2 separate regions of the Macaca mulatta genome follow, and region 1 is linked to region 2. A link is a contact called in public Hi-C data. All regions are on one chromosome and are shown on one strand. Each heading gives the region's core, a stretch centred on a gene start, on an enhancer-like site or on the middle of the called end of the contact. The rest is flanking DNA. Distances are from core to core; before and after follow the strand shown.

The links. A called contact is a pair of places that touch in the nucleus more often than the background predicts.
Region 1: a Hi-C map of fetal cortex germinal zone shows a contact between it and region 2, with 4 times the contacts expected there. The contact joins the promoter of ZKSCAN8 here to the promoter of ZKSCAN4 in region 2. A contact is called at or near these places in 3 of 14 Hi-C or Micro-C datasets (CD4 T cells, fetal cortex germinal zone and lung fibroblasts).

Annotation. Positions count from the first base shown.
Region 1 is chr4:155,231,610-155,235,858 of T2T-MMU8v2.0, reverse strand. It overlaps ZKSCAN8 (zinc finger with KRAB and SCAN domains 8), which reads left to right and starts at 1,616. Exons shown (of 6, transcript XM_015135783.3): 1 at 1,616-1,762. LOC702796 reads right to left here and starts at 865. Exons shown (of 2, transcript XM_078000794.1): 1 at 1-865.
Region 2 is chr4:155,110,390-155,114,914 of T2T-MMU8v2.0, reverse strand. ZKSCAN4 (zinc finger with KRAB and SCAN domains 4) reads right to left here and starts at 1,800. Exons shown (of 5, transcript XM_028847756.2): 1 at 1,401-1,800. The coding sequence starts at 1,514.

The sequences.
Region 1 (4,249 bases), core at 367-2,866, 120 kb before region 2:
GCTCAGGTGATCCTCCCGCAGCTTCCCAAAGTGCTGGGATTACAGTCATGAGCCACCTTGCTCAGCCAAAAAAGTTATTTTTTAAACGTAAAAAAAGAAACAAAGTAGAGTTCTAATCTGTCACCAGTTACTTCCAGTTACCATCCCAGGTGGAAAGCAACAGCTGTGAAATAAAAAGCAAAAATAAGTGCTTTGAAGGAGTCCAGAAGCACTGTAGCTTCCTAGTGTTTACTATTATTTACTTGTTTTCATGTGATAATTAGATGACAAAACCCTTAAATCAAAACAACTTTGTCAGTACACAAAATTTGGGGAGTTAGTAATTGGGAAGGGATAGAAACGGTGGTGGTAGCTACCAGCAGGAGCAGATAAAGAGGGAAATTAAGGTGAAAATTGGAGGAGCCCTGAGAACTCAATAAATAGGTGGTTGGGAAAGGCGCTGAAGGAAATAAATACATGAGACCTAAACAACAAAAATTAACTCTTGCCACAACCTCCACCCCTGAAATCCTATTAGTCTCAAAAGTTAAAAAGCTGTAATGCAACAGGTCTGTTCATTACATAGGGCCAGGGCGGTGGCTCATGCCTGTAATCCCAGGACTTTGGGAGACTGAGGCAGGAGGATCACTTGAGCCCAGGAGTTCGAAACCAGCCTGGGCAACATACTGAGACCCCCCCACCCCCACCCCGTTTCTACAAGAAAAAATTTTTTAAAGCTGAGGTTGGTGCACACCTGTAGTCCCAGCTACTTGGGGGACTTAGGTGGGACGATTGCTTGAGCCCAGAAGGTTGAGGCTGCCGTGAGCTATGATCACACCAATACACTCTGCAATAGCGCCCCGTCTCAAAAAAAAAAAGACTAGCAAAAAAAGAATGAACATAGATTTGTTCCCCAAATTTTGTGGTATTAAAACTAGGGTTTACTCCCCAAGCTTACATCATAGGTTTAGCATTAAAACAGCTAAGCAGCAAAGCAGATGTTGTAAGCAATTGAAATTCATTAACATAGGAAAGAGTGGGAAATATGTAAAGATCCAAAAATAATATATATTTAATTACGATTTTTTGAATACTTAATAAAGTATGCGATTCCTAAGTGCCATGCCATAGGGATTTCACAAAACTATGAACTGTGATTAGCAGGAATTTCTCATGAAGTTTGTACTCTATGTGGGAGGATTGGATATATTTATGAATATATTTATGAACAGTAAAGTACAGGGTATGTAACGGGGCCAAACGCGAGTCCAGTTGGAATCCTAAGGAACCATGAAGTGCTCCCTCCTCCAACACTTTCCTAGCCTCCTTACACAGCTCTAGCCTCCCTACGTCGGATATCTACCCCCAGGGGGCCGTTACTATTGTCAGCGAACGCGCGGAGCTGCACGAGCACACAAGGCAGAGGGGACACCAAGGTCCGTTATTCCCCAGCACGTTCACTGCCCCAGCGACGGGGAAGCCTGAGGCACGCAGACGAACCCGAGGCACAGCACACAGCAGGTGAGGGGCGTGGTACTCCTGTACCCGCAGTCGGCAGACCATAGAGCTTTTAGACCTCCAGGACTCCTAGAGAGCTTCCGGAAGTGCCTTTGGGGCAAGATGCGTGCTGGACGGTGTTGTGCCTCCGCAGATTTGGAAGTTAGTGGCCGGAGGGCCCTGGTTGGAGTACAGTTTTCATCTCCTTTACTTCCCGACCTTTCTCCGGGTGTGTTTATCCGTTGCAGCGTACCTTCCCCCCGCCGGGGCGCCTCTGCAACTCACAGTGAGTACGGTCGGGCTCTGGGTCGGAGAAAAGTGGGTGCTTTGTGGCTGGTCCAGGCCGCAGCTGAGGACTGGCGTGAGGGGTCCGCAGAGGGGCCTGTGCGGTGGTCGTCGCCGCGGACCGATTCCGACGCCTTAGTTGCTGGTACAGGCAGAGTACGTCCCCACGCATTGCCCTCGAACTTTTTGCGAGGGAACCTTTTATGAAGCTTTCTTCATAGATAATCGTTTTGTGGTATGATTTTGTAGTCGATCGTGTTTATCTTAAAATGGGGAACTGACCCCCCCCATGTTATTTTTTATCCAATTATTTCCAGAGTCTGAATTGTTTTCAGATAGCGCTATTTTGCGTTTCGGTCACAACAAAATTCTCAGTTTTTAAAAAAAGACATATTTTGCTTTTGGAAGCCCCAGTTTTCCATGCATACCCATTTTTGCTGTTACTCTGCTTTCTTTAGTGTTTTCAGAAACTGGTGGTGTGTTGACTAGATAATTGTACGAAAGTTTGTTTTGTTTTGTTTTAATTTCAAGGTAATTCAGAATTCAGCGTTATCAGAATGCCTATTTCATTCGTTAAAGCAAACTGAAGTTAGCCAACGAGGAACTCTGGGAGGTCCCCATTTCCAAAACTCTGGTTAGTCATGAATAATTTTTGTCAGGCTACTTTGACTGCCACCACCACCTTTAAAAACATATTTCTGGTGTTTGTTAGTTCCGTTGAGTATATTTACGAACAGTCATTGTTTTAGCAAATACATACATGTTTTGAATTTCTGTTGTGGTTAAATGTAAAATGTGATGTTAATTAAAACTTTCAGCTAATGCAATTTGAGATAACAAAGCATAGTATTCGCTTCACCTACTTTTTCTTGGATTTTAAATCCTGGAAAATGTCTTTTTTGTTTTGTTTTCAGTTCCCAAACATTTCTCAAATTAGACTTAGTCTGAAGGAAGAATACATTCCTTCTACAACTATTGAAAAAATAATGCTGTTAAAATTGAGTTGTGCCTTCAGTATCTCACAGGATTACAGCATTTAAAATTCAGAGGAAGCTTTAAAGATGGCATATTAAACTCATGTAAACTTGACTAGGTGTTATTTAAGGAGACTGTAAAAATCAGTCTGTATCCACACAGTGCTCACCAACTTAATACAGACATGTACGCACAAAACTGAGAGGAAAGTACATAGTAGAGTAATTTTGCACTCAGTTATTTATAGGTTGTAATTCTCAAAAACTAGCTGATTAGAGAGGGAAGAGACTTAAAAATATGGAAAATTAGCCACTAAATAGAATAATCAAGATGGGCAATGGGCAAGAGCTGTTGGCCGATTTGGTATAAAAAATGAACAAACCTGGTAATTAGCTGGTTTTCATCAGTATTACTATTGAGACTTTTTAATACCACATCAACAATATAAAGTTCTTGAATGCTGCACACTTCACATTAAAATATTTTATAGCCTCCTGTACTGGTAAGAAGTGGGATTGCATCTGTGAATAGACACTGCACTCAAGCCTGAGCAACATAGTGAGACCCTGTCCCTAAATAATAATAATGATAATAATAATAAATATTTTATAACCATTATGGATGAGGATTGTTCAGTAATAGATGGCCAGTTGTTCAGTAGTTAAAAATGAACTTCGGCTTTAAGGAAATTTACAAGAAAACATGGTAAGACTATCACTATATAACATCACATTCTAAACAGTTAGAATTTATGTCCCATGTAATGACCTTTAAGTTTTTTAACATTAAACCACAAGAAGCTATTTTAAGAAAATTTAAGTTTGTTTTGATTTGAAAAATTAAATTATTTTAAAATGAGCTAAGATCATTTTAAAATAAATTATCTTAAAATTATAGATAATTTATTCAAACAAAAACAAATAGGTAATTTGTTCAAACCAAATTGATTACCCTTTCTCAAAAAAATCTCAGCATCTTCCTCAAATTCTCTCTTCCCCCAAATCTCACTATTCTAGCAAATTCCTCCACTTTCCTGTAAAATCGTAATCAGTGAACTATACCCCTGATGTTAATTGATATATTTAACCATATCTTTTGCTCCTTGGTTCTTCTAATCTGTAGTTTACTCTCCACCCTGTTGTTCCTGGCCTTGTCTAACTTTAAAAATAATTTTCAAATTCGCTTCCTTTTCTGTACATACTCTCTATGGAGGATTTGTTTGTTTGTTTGTTTTTAACCTTTCTGTCATTCTTAGATGGCCTTTGAGTCTGTGAACCCTGCTAAAATTGAATGTACAATTTTGTATCTGTGGACATTTTGCTGGAAAGAAGTTCTGTGTTTTCTTTAGGTTGAAGAGTCTATAAACCAACCCCCACCCCCACCCCCCGCCGCAACTCCAAAAACTAGAAAGATAAGCGCTGCCTTGATGATCCGTATGGGGAACTATATGTACAGTAATCTGATTTTTTTCCTAAGTACCTGTCTCTTCTTTGTGGACTATAGGTCTCTGGTT
Region 2 (4,525 bases), core at 551-3,050:
CTGTGGTCTTACCATTACTCTAGGCTCCCTCATTATATACATCTGTGTGTTTACGAAAACCCTTTGGACACTGGTGCTAAATTCCCAAAGAATACTAATATATTTTCTAATCTGAAAAATGAGGATAATAATTTCTACTTTATGGGGTTTTGGAGACCAGTAAATAAGATCACAGTATGTGAAATCACCTAACATAGGGCCTGGCACATAGTTATGTCCTCATTAAAAGCAGGTTTCCTCCAGACATTTATAGCTAAATTACAGTTTTCAAGTTGCTGTCTCATGTGCAGCTCAGAATTTCCCACATCTTTTATGAAGAATGAAGCTAAGAGATTTATAATGACTTCCCACTGCTACAGGGCTCGGGTGCAATAGACCTAAGTCAAGAACCTCGGTATCCAGCTCACCAGTTAGAAGGCTTTGGCCACACAGGTCCTCTGAGGGTGTGTGCACAGGGACACAGGACAATGAGAAGAGGAAATAGTCCCTCATAAAACAGGGAAGAACATGAAGGTAAAAATCGGCCCACTTTCTACCAGAGGTTCATAACCAGTGGTCCATGGACTTTCTCCTAAGTGGTCCATGAACTTAGACAGGACAAAAACTAATCTTATTTTTACTGGTCTTTAAGAGAGAGTTAACATTTCCTTCAACTATGAATGGAAGCAACAAATCAAGGTAGCATAAGCAGTACCCAGGACTTTGTCACCAATAGAACCTGCACATGTTTTCACATCACATTACAACCAGGCAAATAGATGCTTATCACCATTCTGAAATTGCCAATTATAAGCCCTGTCCCTAGGTCTTATTATTTAGTGCACTAATAAAAATCCACATATATTACTTTAATACAAATTTAACTCTTTGCTAACTGTATGTCATTATGGTTGTGTTCTTTTGTAATCCTTTATAGTTTCTTTATATATTTAAAAACATAATTCTGAGAAGGAGTCCGGGGACTTCACCTTACTGCCAAGGACGTTCACAGTACAAAAAGAGATGGAGAACTCCTGGATCTTAAAGGAATGCCCCTCACTCCGATCTGGGATTTCAGGAGGAAACAGACCACAGCGCTCAGATATTAAACCTGTTCTTTCTACCTGCGGCGCCGGTTCATCCAGCTGCCTCTCCAAATACTCCAATAGCACCACCACCTCCTCCCCGCTCTCTGGATGCTGCTCCCGCACCCAGCTCTGCAGATTCCCCGGCAGGATGGTCAGGAACTGCTCCAGCACCAGCAGCTCCAGGATCTGCTCCTTGCTGTGCATCTCAGGCTGCAGCCACTGTCGGCAGAGCTCTCGGAGCCGGCTCAGCGCCTCGCGGGGACCCGCAGCCTCCGGGTAGCGGAAGCCTCGGAAGCGCTGGCGGGAGCGTTCGGGGCTGCAGGATGCGCTCACCTCCGCCGTCAAGGCGGAAGCTTCCTCCTTCTCTACCTTCACGGTCAGAAGCCCCGTCTGGTCTTCTGCAGACTGGGCGTCCAGGGCTGCGTTTTTTCTCGGTTCTCTAGCCATTCTGACCCAAGGCAGTACTAAGGTCTCACTCTAGTTGCGACCTGTATATCTTCAGAGGATTCTGGAAAGGTGGTAAATTGTCCAGTAAAACTGCAAGTGGTCCCCCTCCTCTCATGCCCAGAGGCCCAGGACACTCCTGAGGCGCAGCTGCACAGATCTCTCTTATAGTCCGTGCCCTTGCAGGGTCGTCCTCTGCACTTCACTCTGAATCCCACAGTAAGTATCCCCAAAGGATGTCTGGAAGTGAAAGTGATCACTCTCCAGACACAGGAGGGAAGTTGAGGCTGGAGCACAGGAAGCCTCGCTGGCAACTAAGGCAACTTCCTGGGCTCTCTAGGAAGCTTCTCTCAGTGGTTGTCTCCGAGTTAACCCTTTAGCTACCCTGTCCTTACCACCACACAAGGGAAGGCAGTTAAGGGAAAGAAAAGGAAAGGATGACGTACACTGGATCATAAGAAATAGGACTGAGCCTTTAAATCCTGGAAGGATGCCGTTGTGGCTCATATTTCTTTCCTATGTAAAGCTTGCTTAAGCAGCTGGCATAAAATTAACACTAAAATTGAGCTGGAAAGCAGGGGTTCCCCAGAGCCCTAAAAACTCTGGCAAGAGGACCAGAAACATCAAAGCAGCGGAACACATCACCAGGCACTTGCCTGGAGTGAGCAGTGGCTGCCCTTGGTCCTTCCCCACTCACCCCCTTAATCTGTCACTTTTTTTCCTCCTCATTAAGGTCAAACTACTTGAAAGAAAGCCCCCCCACCCCAACTGTAGCCCTCACCTCCCACTAATCCTTAACACAGTGTCCCACTCCCCCCTCACCACTTTGCACATTCTGTGGCTGCTTCTCTGGCAATCAGGCTTATGCTTCTCTCCACCTTCAGAAACTCTCTAGTCTCTGGCTTCAGGGACCCCATTCTCTTCTGCTTTCTTCCTTCCTGTTTCTTCCCAGCCCCCATTCACAGTCAAGCACAGTGGCTAGATACACAGGTAGCCAGGTTACCTGTGTAATCCTGGCTTTACCACTAACTGGCTGGGTGAGCTTGGTAAATTATTTACCCTCCCTGTGCCCGACTTTTCCAATCTGTAAATAGGGAAAGTAATAGTAGATAGGGATGTTACAGGCATTAGTAGGGATTAGATAATATTGAGAGCACTCTTGTGTAAACTGCTTAGAACAATGCCTGGCATGTGATAAACTAGGCCTATCCTATAATAGGAGAAAGCCTTGAGAATTCTTTGAACTAGATGGGACTCGATTTTAAGCCGTAATTGACTGTAAGTTTTTTTGGCTGGACACTTCAGTAAGCCCCTTTCTGCCCAGTGGAATGGAGAAGCTACAAAATGCAAGTTCAGTAATTTATTAGGGGAAAAAATACCATGTCAGTGCTTCCCTGAGTTTTTCTTTCTCTGCCTATGCCTCTATGTTCCAAGGATTAGGAAGGAAAAGAACTTCAGAAAATGAGAGGTCCCAAAGACTTTTGCAAATGAAAACTGCTACAAAATATCTTTCTCTTGATGAGCTACCACAGAAGGTAGAGGGCAGTGCCCCTGAAGTATCCTTATAAGTAAACTTGAATATAAGTAAGTTTCTAGATCCTAATATTTACAGAAACAAGTTAAGTTAGCAGTTTTCACACTCTGTCAGAGAAAATCACTGGGGAGCTTTTAAAACATCCTGATACCTAGACTGCAAGCAGGATCAATTAAATCAGAGTGTCACAGGATGGGACTCAGGCATTAATAACATCTTTTTGTTGTTTTTGTTTGTTTTGCGACAGTCTTGCTGTGTCACCCAGAGATGGAGTGCAGTGGCACAATCTTGGCTCACTGCAACCTCTGCTTCCTGGGTTCAAGTGATTCTAGTGCCCCAGCCACCTGAATAGCTGGGATTACAGACATGCGTCACCATGCTGGTCTCGAACTCCTGGCCTCAAGTGATCCACCCACCTCAGCCTCCCAAAGTGCTGGGATTACAGGTGTGAGTCACCATGCCTGGCCAACTTTCCTAGATGATTCCAACATGCAGGTGAGTTTGAGAGTTAAGGAATTAAATGACACTTTAAAAATCAATCAGCCAAATCCAGCATGTGGGATATTCTATAGAACAGAATGATGCAGGACAAGTGAGCCCCAAAATTAGGGCTTAGCTCAAGAGGATGCTTTGCTTTGCCCAGGGAAGAGTTCAAGGGCAAGCCAGTGGTATGAGGCAACAACTTTTATTGAAGTGTCAGTGTACCACAGCAGCAGAGGTACTGCTCCTTACAGAGCAGGGCTACCCCCTAGGCAGTGTGCCCAGAGTAGCAGCTCAGAAGCAGTTCTGCAGTTACATTTATACCTACATTTAATTATATGCAAATTAAGCATCCAATTATGCAGAAATTTCTAGAAAAGGGGTGTTAACTTCTGAGACACCTGGTCATTGCCATGGAAAGGGGTGGCAACTTCCTTGTGTTGCCATGGCAATGGTAAACTGACATTGCACATTGGTGGGTGTGTCTTGTGGAGAGGTGATTTTGCCTCTTCCCTCTTAGCTAGTCTTCAATTTGGTCAGGTGTTGGAGCCCCACTTCTGGAGTTGAATTCTGCCTCCTACCTCATTCCTCCCTCAGAGATTAGATATGCCTTCTTAATTTTAAGCAGGCTGCAGAAGGGCAGTGGTCCATCTTCTGTAACTGCTTCCTGCTTAGTTTATGGGTATAGGCCCTGCCTAGCACTGGAAGAGTACAAATCTCTGGATACCATATCTAAGGGCAGGATGCTTTTATTTTCTGGGTCAGTAGATGGGATGGGTTGGAAGCCTTTTGACAGCATTTTCTTTATCTGGAACTGTTGTAATTTAGAAGACACAGATTTTATAAAGAGGTTAAACAAGCAAGGGCCAAAGATTAGTAATAACAAGATGGCTATTAAAGGTCCTAGGAGAGAGAAAAACTAGGTGAGACTTTGAATGGCACTTTTGATAATTGACCAGATATAGTTGGAGTCAGTGCCCTGATTATAGATATGTAACCG